3 separate regions of the Mus musculus genome follow, and all the other regions are linked to region 2. A link is a contact called in public ChIA-PET and Hi-C data. All regions are on one chromosome and are shown on one strand. Each heading gives the region's core, a stretch centred on a gene start, on an enhancer-like site or on the middle of the called end of the contact. The rest is flanking DNA. Distances are from core to core; before and after follow the strand shown. Region 1 overlaps Gm36154 (a long non-coding RNA gene). Region 2 overlaps Acoxl (acyl-Coenzyme A oxidase-like). Region 3 overlaps Gm39928 (a long non-coding RNA gene).

Evidence for each region. A called contact is a pair of places that touch in the nucleus more often than the background predicts. ChIA-PET counts read pairs in DNA pulled down with a chosen protein or histone mark.
Region 1: a contact with region 2 is called in a Hi-C map of bone marrow-derived macrophages, with 20 read pairs. The contact joins two enhancer-like sites. A contact is called at or near these places in 11 of 39 promoter capture datasets (the C10 cell line, the HPC-7 cell line, cranial neural crest and 8 more), 1 of 484 Hi-C or Micro-C datasets (bone marrow-derived macrophages), 2 of 115 datasets of contacts at active chromatin or transcription factors (CD8 T cells and bone marrow-derived macrophages) and 1 of 9 other capture datasets (embryonic stem cells).
Region 3: a contact with region 2 is called in an RNA polymerase II ChIA-PET map of memory CD8 T cells, with 12 read pairs. The contact joins two enhancer-like sites. A contact is called at or near these places in 12 of 39 promoter capture datasets (the C10 cell line, the HPC-7 cell line, cranial neural crest and 8 more), 3 of 484 Hi-C or Micro-C datasets (the HL-1 cell line, LSK cells and bone marrow-derived macrophages), 2 of 115 datasets of contacts at active chromatin or transcription factors (CD8 T cells and memory CD8 T cells) and 1 of 9 other capture datasets (embryonic stem cells).

What each region holds. Positions count from the first base shown.
Region 1 is chr2:128,444,355-128,447,920 of GRCm38.p6, forward strand. All of the region lies in intron 1 of Gm36154 (a long non-coding RNA gene), which reads right to left. All of the region lies in intron 3 of Gm29010 (a long non-coding RNA gene), which reads left to right. Among named protein-coding and RNA genes, the nearest start is that of Gm29010, 12 kb to the left of the region's middle. Within about 2 kb of position 1,262, at least 53 of the 459 cell types and tissues checked have an H3K27ac peak or open chromatin away from gene starts, as enhancers often do. A contact at or near this core is called in bone marrow-derived macrophages, where this site is marked.
Region 2 is chr2:127,889,508-127,893,009 of GRCm38.p6, forward strand. All of the region lies in intron 8 of Acoxl (acyl-Coenzyme A oxidase-like), which reads left to right. Among named protein-coding and RNA genes, the nearest start is that of Acoxl, 37 kb to the left of the region's middle. Within about 2 kb of position 1,319, at least 43 of the 459 cell types and tissues checked have an H3K27ac peak or open chromatin away from gene starts, as enhancers often do. A contact at or near this core is called in CD8 T cells, bone marrow-derived macrophages and memory CD8 T cells, where this site is marked.
Region 3 is chr2:128,497,902-128,501,492 of GRCm38.p6, forward strand. All of the region lies in intron 2 of Gm39928 (a long non-coding RNA gene), which reads right to left. Among named protein-coding and RNA genes, the nearest start is that of Gm39927, 22 kb to the right of the region's middle. Within about 2 kb of position 1,865, at least 46 of the 459 cell types and tissues checked have an H3K27ac peak or open chromatin away from gene starts, as enhancers often do. A contact at or near this core is called in CD8 T cells and memory CD8 T cells, where this site is marked.

The sequences.
Region 1 (3,566 bases), core at 12-2,511, 550 kb after region 2:
AAGTGAGAATGTTCCCACGACTGCAGTGAATGAACACGGTTGACCTCGGGACCCAACACTGCAATGACATTTTACAATCTCACAGTTTCTCTCCCTCGGAGAGTGTAAATTTCCATCTCTGCAGCTAAAACCCACCTAGAGAACTTGGGGGTAAGAGCAAATCCATTCGTTTTATGTGAGTAGCTACAGCAGAGTAGAAAAAAGTATTCCAAGTGGGACCAGCTGGTGTGGGGCACCAGTCTCTGTCCTGTCAATAGTGTTCTTCATGGTCCCCAGCTCGCCCCGCTCCTCCCATCTGGACCCTCTAACTGTGAGTTATTGTGTGTTGCGGTGGGGATAAGAGGGTTAGTTCATGGAGGACCCACTGAGGCCTCAGAGGCATGTAAAATGTGACAAGCAAGGCCGTGGCATACATAATCGATCATGAACAAGCCCAGAGACGAGAGGGATTCCTTCCTGCCAAGATCCTTGGCCTTGGCAGAATTTGTGTGTGTGAACCCAGAGGCAGATCCCAGAATTCTGTCCAGGCCTTTAAAGCTTTCAAAGATTTGGCACCGATGTGACAAAACAACACAGAGAACAGAGTGGCTTCTACTCTAAAGTCTGCAGTAAAAGAGGTTTGGCAGTTAAAGGAGGAGGTGAGGTTTTAGTATGAGGCTTGTAGAGCTGTCAGTCACCGGATGAGTTCAGCAGCGGAGGAGAGTCAGACACAATGCTTAAGCAGTGAGCAACTCAAGGGCCCCAGAGAAGGCTTTGAAATGAGATGGCAAGACCTTGGGTCAAGCCTTCAGACTCAAAACATTTAGAGCTGGTTGTAACTTTAATTTAATTTAATTAAAAAAATTTTTTTTTTCTAGCCTTATTTTTAATGATGGTTCCTAAACACCTCAAGTGAGCTCCTCGGCAGCCATCACTGGCCACCAGTGAGAAAAACCCTAGGCCCAGATCTGGAGCCCACACAGCATCTTGGCAATACATTCTGCCCCATGTATAGGTGGGCCTGTAATACTTGTTCAAGTTCAGAAACTACGTAGGGGAGGATCTAAGAAAAGATCCTCAGTTTGTGGGAACTCAGGGCTGAGTTCTTCCTTCCACACCAGACCCTTCCAGCCTTTGAACATGGCAGTTGAACTCAGGACAAAGGTGGCGGGAGGGGCTCAGTCATCTATTCTTCATTTTCTAAGAACTTGGTATATCTGAGTTTGGAGAAGGAACACTTACCAGGGAAGTTGTGAAATTGAGGGAAATTACAAAATGCTCAGAGGCGGTTCCGGCCTCAGCCCAGATCTGTAAAAGCTTTAGAACCCTCAGATTCCGGAACTGGTCAGAGAGATGAGCAGGTGGCTAGTGGAGGCCACGCCATCCTTGGCCTGATCCTGTCTCTCTGGATAACAGGCCACAAAGCTGCCTCTGTGCACTTAATGTCTTTCTGGCTTGGTTTTCTAAGAGTAAAATCAACCCCACTGTACCCAGCACAGGAAGCCCCTGAGGACTGTCATTTCTCCTTCCTACACCTGGCAAAATGTGAATAAATTCCCCCAGCCCCCACCCCCATCCATTCTCTAAGCCGAAGATACAATCAGTCATTTGAACTTCCACACACAAGTTTGGACATCTCAGCGGAGATTTGCTTTCAAATCCATGCAGAAGAACACATGATGTCGGGAGGGGGCGGGAGGACCTGTTGCCCAAAATGTAGCATGCCATCTTCATGATATGGAATCACAGTCAAAACTGTGCAGCCCAGTGAGATGGTTCAGTGGGTAAGAGCACCCGACTGCTCTTCCGAAGGTCCCGAGTTCAAATCCAAGCAACCACATGGTGGCTCACAACCATCTGTAATGAGATCTGACTCCTTCTTCTGGAGTGTCTGAAGACAGCTACAGTGTCCTTACATATAATAAGTAAATAAATCTTAAAAAAAAAACTGTGCAGCCCAGGCCCCCTATAGCGTGCTGTGGCCTTGGGTCCACTTGTTGGGGATGAGAAGTGTTGTGGGGAAGGCTGCAGAGAAGCAGGCCAGGTTATCCATCTCTTCTTTTGCTCCCTTGCGGAAAGCAGAGGCCTCAAGAGAGGTTAAGATTAGAGGAACCAGTATTTCTGCAAGGGCAGCCTAGAGCAACCTTGATGGATTGTTCTACATGCATGAATCCACTGCTAAGCTAAGGTGTACTTGTGTGGATGTGGGTGTCTCTCCAGGTGATGTGTTTGTTCATATAGAAATGATACATATACAGTTCTATCAGGGTAGCTGTCTGTTTAGGAAAGATGGCTCCTCATTGTACAAAGAGGTTCTGCTGCAGAGTTCTTTTATAAAGATAGACCCCCAGCTCCTGTGATAACTACATTGTTCCACTTACCTACAAAACGAATTCCAAACAGTTGCCAACAACATCATGAACAGGCAGCCAGGTCTACCCAGATGGTCCTGTCCAGTCTGCCCTTGGGCCAAATAGAGTGTCTTAGTGAATGCTGGGAATTGATTAGTAGCCTGCCTTCAACTCCAGGGGTCATCTGCACTCACAGCACTAAGAGAGGCGGGTTGAGTGTCTTTTGTCTTATTCTCGGCTCTCTTGTTCTCCTGATCCAGGAGATAGAGCCGACCCTTGTCAGTCTAGAGTCACCTGAGGCCTGCAAGCAGACAAGGCCAGTGCTCCTCTTACACAACGTCATGGTTGCAAATGCAGGTAAATACTGGAATTGAGTACAGGTTGGATCTCAGCTTTAAATATTCTGCCAAGGTACCCTGTTTGGCCCATGGGCAGGGTGGACAGGGCCATCTTGTCCACAGAGAATTCTTCAGAGACCTATGGGCTCAGTCACACATATGACCAGACCCAGGGAGCTTCCCCTAATCTTCAAGCTACTGAGATACACATAGACTGTGATTCTCTCCAGAGAAGAGCTTGGTAGAGAGAATGATGAAGCATCCAACCAGGCATGAACCTACCAATTGTAGATACCATGCCAAACTAATGTAAAAACAAAACAAAATGAATCCCTCGTCACTTGCCGCAGTTCAGAGACCTGGCCCTGGGGTCATGAGACTGGGTGAGCTGGCCCTGTCCCTCACCAGCTGCAGGACTTGGGAGAGCGGGCCCTGCATCTCCCTTGGGCAACATGGTAGAGCTGGCCATGGTGGAGGGGATGGAGATAAGCCAGAGGGTGAGAGCACAGAAGAGCTGGCCCTTCATTTGTCTGCCCTGAGGTGGTGTGGGTTCAAGGGTGATGCCCACCCCAAGTCACCCCTCACCACCTGAGTTAGCACCGAGGACATGAGAGTGGGAGAGCTACCCTTGCCCCTATAATGGCTGTAGCCATTGACTATATATATTGACTGGGCAACACATTGGATCTGACCCGGATGGAAAAGGCACAGGCAAGCCAGCCCCAAGGGTGTGAGAGCAGGAGAGCTGGTCCAGCCTCTTGCAGCACTTGGAGAAGAGGGCCCTGTGCCTTGAGAGTAGAGCTGGCCCTGGAGGCATAGGTGCAAGTGAGCCAGTAGGAAGGCATGAGATGAGAAATGCTGACCCTGCCTCCTGCCGATGGCTGTGTTAGGCTGCCTA
Region 2 (3,502 bases), core at 69-2,568:
GGTCCTGGGATGGGAGATTGGGGTAAGGGTACATCTGTGTCAACTATGGCGTGGAACCTTCCCAGGACCAACCACCAGAGGGCAGCAAAGACCAATTTGCGGATTGTTTCCTGACTGCTTATTTGCTTTGCTTTGGGTGTCAGAAGTGGCTGGAATTTTGCCGTTGTCAGCGGTTTATTCGGCTTCTTATCAACCACAAGTGCTGACTTTAAAAGGGCAATGGTCACTGTGAGAGTGGGGGAGCCTCAGCTGTGTGATTGCTGGGCTCAAGATCAAGCTTGTAAATAAGCTATGGTTATTTTGATGACTCCAGGGCATAATTTGACTCATAAATGTCTCCTAAAATCAAATGAACCCAACAAAACCAAAGCCCGTTGTATCACTTTGGATGGGTATAAAAATGCTTACACATTGTCGTGTTGACTCTATGGCAATTGCTTATGTTTTTACAACAGAAACGTAAACATTTATCTTTATTTTGAGTCAGGGTCTTGCAATGTATCTCTGCCTGGCTTTGAACTCCCCTTATAGACCAGGTTGGCCTCTAACTCAGAGAGATATCCCTGCCTCTTCAGGCCAGTTACTGGGATTAAAGACATATATACCGCAATATTTATCTTTTAAAAGATTAATCTGCCGCACTTTCCTCCAAAGTGAGGAGCCAGAGCTCAGTACAGCTAGAGATAAGCTTGTGTGTTGAAAGTGTGTGGAAGAACTACCGTTTTGAGCGCAGTTCCTTTTATATGGGCCCAATTTGTTCCCTTTCAGCACTGCGATGATGATAGAGATGACCTGGTGCATACCCCACAGAGACTCAGAGTGTACCAAAGAAACTAGACCATTGAAAGGGAGCATCCAGGGTTACCCTGGCAAGGGGACAGGGGCAGGTGGTGGTCGGGATCCAGGGCTAGCACCTTATAGAAGGAAAGCCCTAGGGTATTGTGGGTTGGAAGGGACCTCGGAGATTGTGTTCTATACTAAGCCCCACTGCTCTCCATGGTTGGGATTGAATCTAAGAATTCCTACATGAAGAATACAAACTCGGTCGCTCAGCTGCGCCCCACCCCCTCTTTTATAGAAATATTTCCGAGTAAGGCCTCTTGATCCCTGGCAGAGTGACCTAGAGTTGGCATGCAGCCCATCTTTCTTGAGTCACACAGCTAGGTCGTGCTTACAGATAGATGGACACTCTCAGCGCCTGTGGTAGGAGTGGAGTTTTTCAGTGCTGAAGGAGAGGGAAGTCCTTGGGCGTTCCTCCCTGTTTGATGTGGCATAGGGAACTTTAGCTGCTGTGACTGTGCCAGCAGTTCAAGGATCAGCACTGCTTGTCAGTGAGTCATCAGAGGCCAAACAGGCCTCTGGGAACCCAGCCTTCTGAGGCTCCAGGTACAGCCACGGCAGCCATGGGGACTGGGACACATGGCTGTGGACTGTTTTTCAGATGTTCCTTGCTTGGGTCCTGCTAGGAAGGAAGCTGGCCTTCCTCAGCTCTGTGGCCCACTTACTTGGGACAGAGGGTATCTGGGCTACAGCTGTAGGGAGCTGCATTGTTTCATGGAGACTGTCACCTGTCACTGGGAATCATCGTCTGTGCCACCTGGAAGGTTGGACAATGACAACCGATGGCTGGCAGGTTTTCCTCAGTGTTTCTGCCTGAAGCCATTTCCATGTAAGATGGTCCCTGTGAAGGGGACTGTCCCTTTTCTTCACATTTCACTCTGTCATGTTTCTGTCCCTTGCTTTAGTAGATTCACAGAGAAAGGGATTGAAAGAGAAAAGCCACAACTGTGGCTGGCTTTTGTTGAGAGCTTCCTGTTAAGGGACAGCATTTGAAGCATGCTATGAGCAATCACAGTTCATCTCGGCAGTCCTGTAAGGTGGATATTCTCATGAGTCTTGTATTTAGTTGAGAAATGTTGTGATCTAAAACAACATAGCAGTTTGTCCAGGGTTTGTCAGGGCTCACAGTTCACTAGGGTCCAGTTCTTACCGTGCAGGCAGGGTAGTTTTCAGGTGATAAGTCTTTGAGTGTCTTGCATAAGCCCTAGCCACAGCTGCTCCTGGATCACTGTGTGGTATACAGTCATGTTTGCTTTGATTAACTGAGCTTAACCAAAGATTTAAAAATTGTCTACATTGAAAGTCATAGAGATTCTACCCAAACTGGAATTTGTCAGATGTCAGCTGGCTAGTGGCAGGGCCAGAATCTAGGCCTCCACCCCATCTAGTGGCTCTATAGTAGGCTGCTGGCTTTTTCTAAGAGTAGTACCTTTCCGTGGTCCCAAGCATCTGTGTGCCAGGAGGGCTAATGAAGGGCTGAGGCCCGAGGCTTCTTCATACAGATGTTCTTTTATGGGGAAAGGAGCCATTTATGGCAAACATTTATGGAAGGTGTCCAGAGGAATTTTAAAAAACTCAATCCACTGTAATAATTTTCTTTCTTTTTTTCTGTTTGTTTGTTTATTTGTTTTTCAAGACAGGGTTTCTCTGTGTAGCCCTGGCTGTCCTGGAACTCACTTTGTAGACCAGGCTGGCCTTGAACTCAGAAATCCACCTGCCTCTGCCTCCCAAGTGCTGGGACTAAAGGCATGCGCCACCACTGCCCGGCTTGTAATAATTTTCTATGCCTAGTCTACAATAAACTTTAATAGGTCAAAAAAGGTTTATCTCTCATTATAGATATTTAAAAATTCCCTGGGCCTTTTTAGTCAGACACCACAAAACTCTGAGGGGAGGAGCAAGATGAGAGTCTATGACTTGTTTGTGTTTCTGAATTTCTTGGTTTACTAATTCTAGGCATTTCTACAGCTCTGCTGTGAGTTCAGCTCAATTATGCAAAACACACCCTCATTTCCATTTCCCCATTTTCCTTTAGTTTCAGATTTTTACATCATTGCAAATCTGTATAAAACCTACCAGATTACCTACAAACATCCTGCGATCTCCCATTTCCTATCCTGATAACTCGATTTCTTGATTTTATCCACTCCCCAATTTGGTCTGAAGAACTGTAATTCATTTTTATATTGTAAAAACTGAAACATTGAGTTTTTCTTCTGTATTTAACACCTAGCTTTTGGTATTTGAGTACATTATTAAGGTCAGGGCTATGTATTTGTCAACAGTAGAACTATGCAGAATGTGAAACATATGTTTTCCCCATATACATCCGATGTGAAAACCCTTTTACAATGTGAAGAACAGTGTCCTAGCATAGCTGTCTTATACTCCATAAACTAATCAAATCCACAGTACCTGGCATTTTCATTGTTATATTTTTGAAAGGCTCGGTTTTCTGCTGCAGTTTTCGGTTGCTTCCTCCCCTCATTGGGAGAAAACTCAGTTATATCTTCTAGTTCATTTTATCTTTTTTTGTTTGTTTGATAGACTTCTGGTAGTAATCAATCTTTTAAAACAAGACTTATCTTTTTGTTTGATTTCCTCTAGTTTTGTTGCAATATGTAATAAAAATCTGGGAGGGAACGTGATTGACAGAATTCTG
Region 3 (3,591 bases), core at 615-3,114, 610 kb after region 2:
TCCCACACTGACCCAGGTGGAGACCTCAAAGCACGGACTCTACATTAGCTCCCTTCTCATTACTGTGAGAAAATGGCTGTCAACGGCAAGTGAAAGACGGGAGGGGTTGCTTTTATTCACAGTCTAAGAAGGAACACAGTCAGCTCATGGTGTGGGAGGCATGACAATGGGGGAGGGGAGCATTATACAGCTGGTCACATTCTGCAGTCAGGGAGGGAAGAAATGATCACTGTGCTCAGCCCCCTTCCTCCTTTTTATTTTATTTATTCCAGGCCATGGGATGTTGACACCCACACTCAGGATGGCTATTCCCTCCTCAGTTAAGCCTTGCTGAAAACACCTTCCCAGAGATATGTTCCCATGTAGGTTTTAAATCCCCTAGTCCTGCCTTATTGTTTTACAGAACAAAACCTAAAGAGCATTTTCACTCAAAAAGGGGGAGGGGTCATTTTGTCTTTAAAACCCTCTCACGGTTATTTTCAATCACTTCATGACATCACATCTTTTATCCATCCGTACAGCCAGCTGAGGCTTCTGGCAGGCACAGTGCACGTCCTCCTCTGGTAGCATTGGTGTCTGTGCATGCTGGTCTCTCCACCCCATAGTCCCCCACAATCAGCTGAGACGCCACCTCTCACATCTCTATCGCACTTTTCTATCCTCCCATAGCATCCTCTTGCCCTTGTTCCTCTGTGTCCCACCACCTTGAAACCATTACCCGGGCCATCTCCCCCTAGTAGGCAGAGGATTCTTAGATCTGACAGTTCTTCTCTTTCACCTTTTCAGCAACTCCTACCTTCTCCCACCTATTCCAGCCATTTTTACAGAATCACTCCTCCTGCCTCCACCCACCTCCCTGTGACTCAAATGTGGCAATTGTGTCCTTTCTGAATTCACCGGGTGTGCTCCTTTAATAACTCGCAAGGGGAGATTTCTTGGTAGAAATCAGTTGGTGTGGAAATAGTAGCTACGTTGAGTAACAGATTCAGATGCTTATCTCATTATAATGGGAGTTCTTAAGGCCAGATTAGCTCACAGGAGCCAGTCGGTTGTAAAACTGCTATAACTGGTGGCTGGTATGTAGTATACAGCCCCTTCAGTGATGGCTTTATTGTTTTTGGATCTTTGTCATGTTTGTAAAATTCATTGTGTCCGTGGGTGGAATCTATCACTGTTAGTTGAAAAGCACACAACACTTAACTTAGAACCCAAGTCACAGAACAAGAAGAAGTTCTGAGTTCACTTTTCACCTTCCATGACCCAGATCTGGAGCTGGAGAAGCTAGCAACCTGGAGGCACCAATGGACACTACAGTGGTTAGCTTAACAGTCAAACTTGACACAACCTAGAATCACCTGGGCTGAGAGTTCAACAAAAGGATTGTCTGCACTACTTTTGCCTGTGGGCTTGTTGGCGAAGGGCTGTCTTAGGTTAATTGATGTGGGGAGACCCCGACCACTGTGGGTAGTGCCATTCCCTAGGCAGGGAGTTCTGAACTGTATAAGAATGGATAAATCAAGCTGAGCACTAGAAAGCAATTGAGCAAGCATGCATTTATTTTCTCTCTGCTCTTAGATATGGCAAGACCAGCTGCCTTGAGTTCCTACCTTGATTTCTCTGCAGTGATAGACTGGACTGTTAGTTGGGATTTCAAGTCAAATAAAGTCTCACTTAAGTTACCTTTTTTTGGGGGGGGGCGGGGGTGTCAGGGTATTTTATGACAGCCACAGAAATGAAATTAGAACACAAAGATAGCTCACGAAAGACTGCTTCCCCACAGCCACAGGACCAGGAGAAGACAGCCTAGAAAGACAAAGGAACCGCAGTCACACCACTTCTGCCAAATGCCATCAAGAAGCTGTGGTCTAGTTGCTACCCACACCAGCAAAGGCTCTGAGTGGGGAGCCCAGACTCACGGCTACCAGGCGTCACCCTAACCCTCTGTGAAAAGGAAGCTGAATGGGAAGCGTCTTCCATATTCCAAGCAGCATGAAGCCCCTTTGCCCTTGCAAGGTGCCACTGGAGACCGTGTGGGAAGTGTGGATCACCACGATGGTTCATAGCAAAAAGGCTGAGTGGGAAGTCGAGACCTTCACCAGAGCCCCGTGGCGATAACATCAGTGCCCTCCCCCTCCCCCAGCTTTTCAAGTGAAGAGAAAGAATGAGTCATTTATGCCCCTTTCGCAGGAGGAGCATCAGCAGATAGCAGAGGTGATAGGACGGTGGGATCAGAACTATCTGACAGAGATCCTAAAGCAACTTCTATGAAAGAGTGCTTCTGCGAGCATGTGCAAGCACAAGAGTACCAGAAGTCAATGGGAAACTGTAAGAATTACCAGTGTCATTATCACTGTCTTCCTTTTGATGTGTACCTATTGATGTGATAAAATACCCTAGCTAAAGCTACTTAAAGGAGAGTGGATTAAATCTCATCAAAAACCAACATCCAGGTATTTATTATAATACCACTTTTTTTTTGACATTAGAATCTTGTAAAAGTAATTTCTTAGTTCTGAAACTAAGACCTGAAACACCACATAAACCTTTGAAAGACCACCCTTTTTAATATATTAAAATTTGATTGTTAATTTATTCTTGGCTGTTTTGTAAATAATAAGAGAAGAATTTCATTTATTTAGTTAGTTAGTTTCACCATTTGTATGTGTGTGTGCTGTGCATGCATGTATATGTGCATGCATATATGCAAATATGGGCTATTAAATACATGTTTGTATGCATGTATGTGGAAGCCCAAGGTTAACATCAAATATCTTCTTTGTTATGAAGCTAAGTCTTTCACTGCACCTGGAGCACATTGTTTTTATAAATCTTTCTAGCCATCCTGCTAGGCCTCTGTCTCTAACTTCCAGGTGGCTCAATTATAGAAAGTCTGCCATGCCTGACTAAGTTTTTCATGGGTTCTAGAGATACAAACTCTGGTTCTCACGCTTGCATGGAAAGTACTTTTCCTGATAAGCTGTTCTCAAAGCCCTGAGAAGAATGTTTTTATAGAAGCTGTATTTAACACTGTGTCCTGATTTGACTTGAATATGGGCTGTGGACTAAGTAAGTAAATAAAATTTTGATCAAAAAAATAAAAGGAGAGTGGATTATATTTATTGATTGGAATTATAAAAGTCCATCGTTAATTCATAATTAATTATATAAGAACTATTAATTAATAGTGTATGCATGCTACTTTCCCATCTCAGACTCATTTTTCTCTGTAAAGTCTTTCTCAGGTAGTTCATCCACCTGCCCATCTTAGCAAGCACCTGCCAGGGGTGACACCCACCATCTAGTTCATAAGTACCTAGTACTTAGGTGAAAGTCTCTGTTAGCAGAGGCAGAGCACAGGGAAGGACTGGATACAAGAATCCAGTTTACTATGATGTAGTTTTCTAGCATTGTCTCTTCACTGACTGTCACCCTCTGTAAAATCAAGCTTCCCTGGTCTAGGCTGAGAGCAGTGCTAGTTTATAGAAATAAGCATCCCTACTTAGAGAGCTATTCTATTACATGCCCACTTAGCAATGCATCAACAGTAAATGCTCACCTATGACTTTGGACCTGGCCAGGGATAGGCTTTTG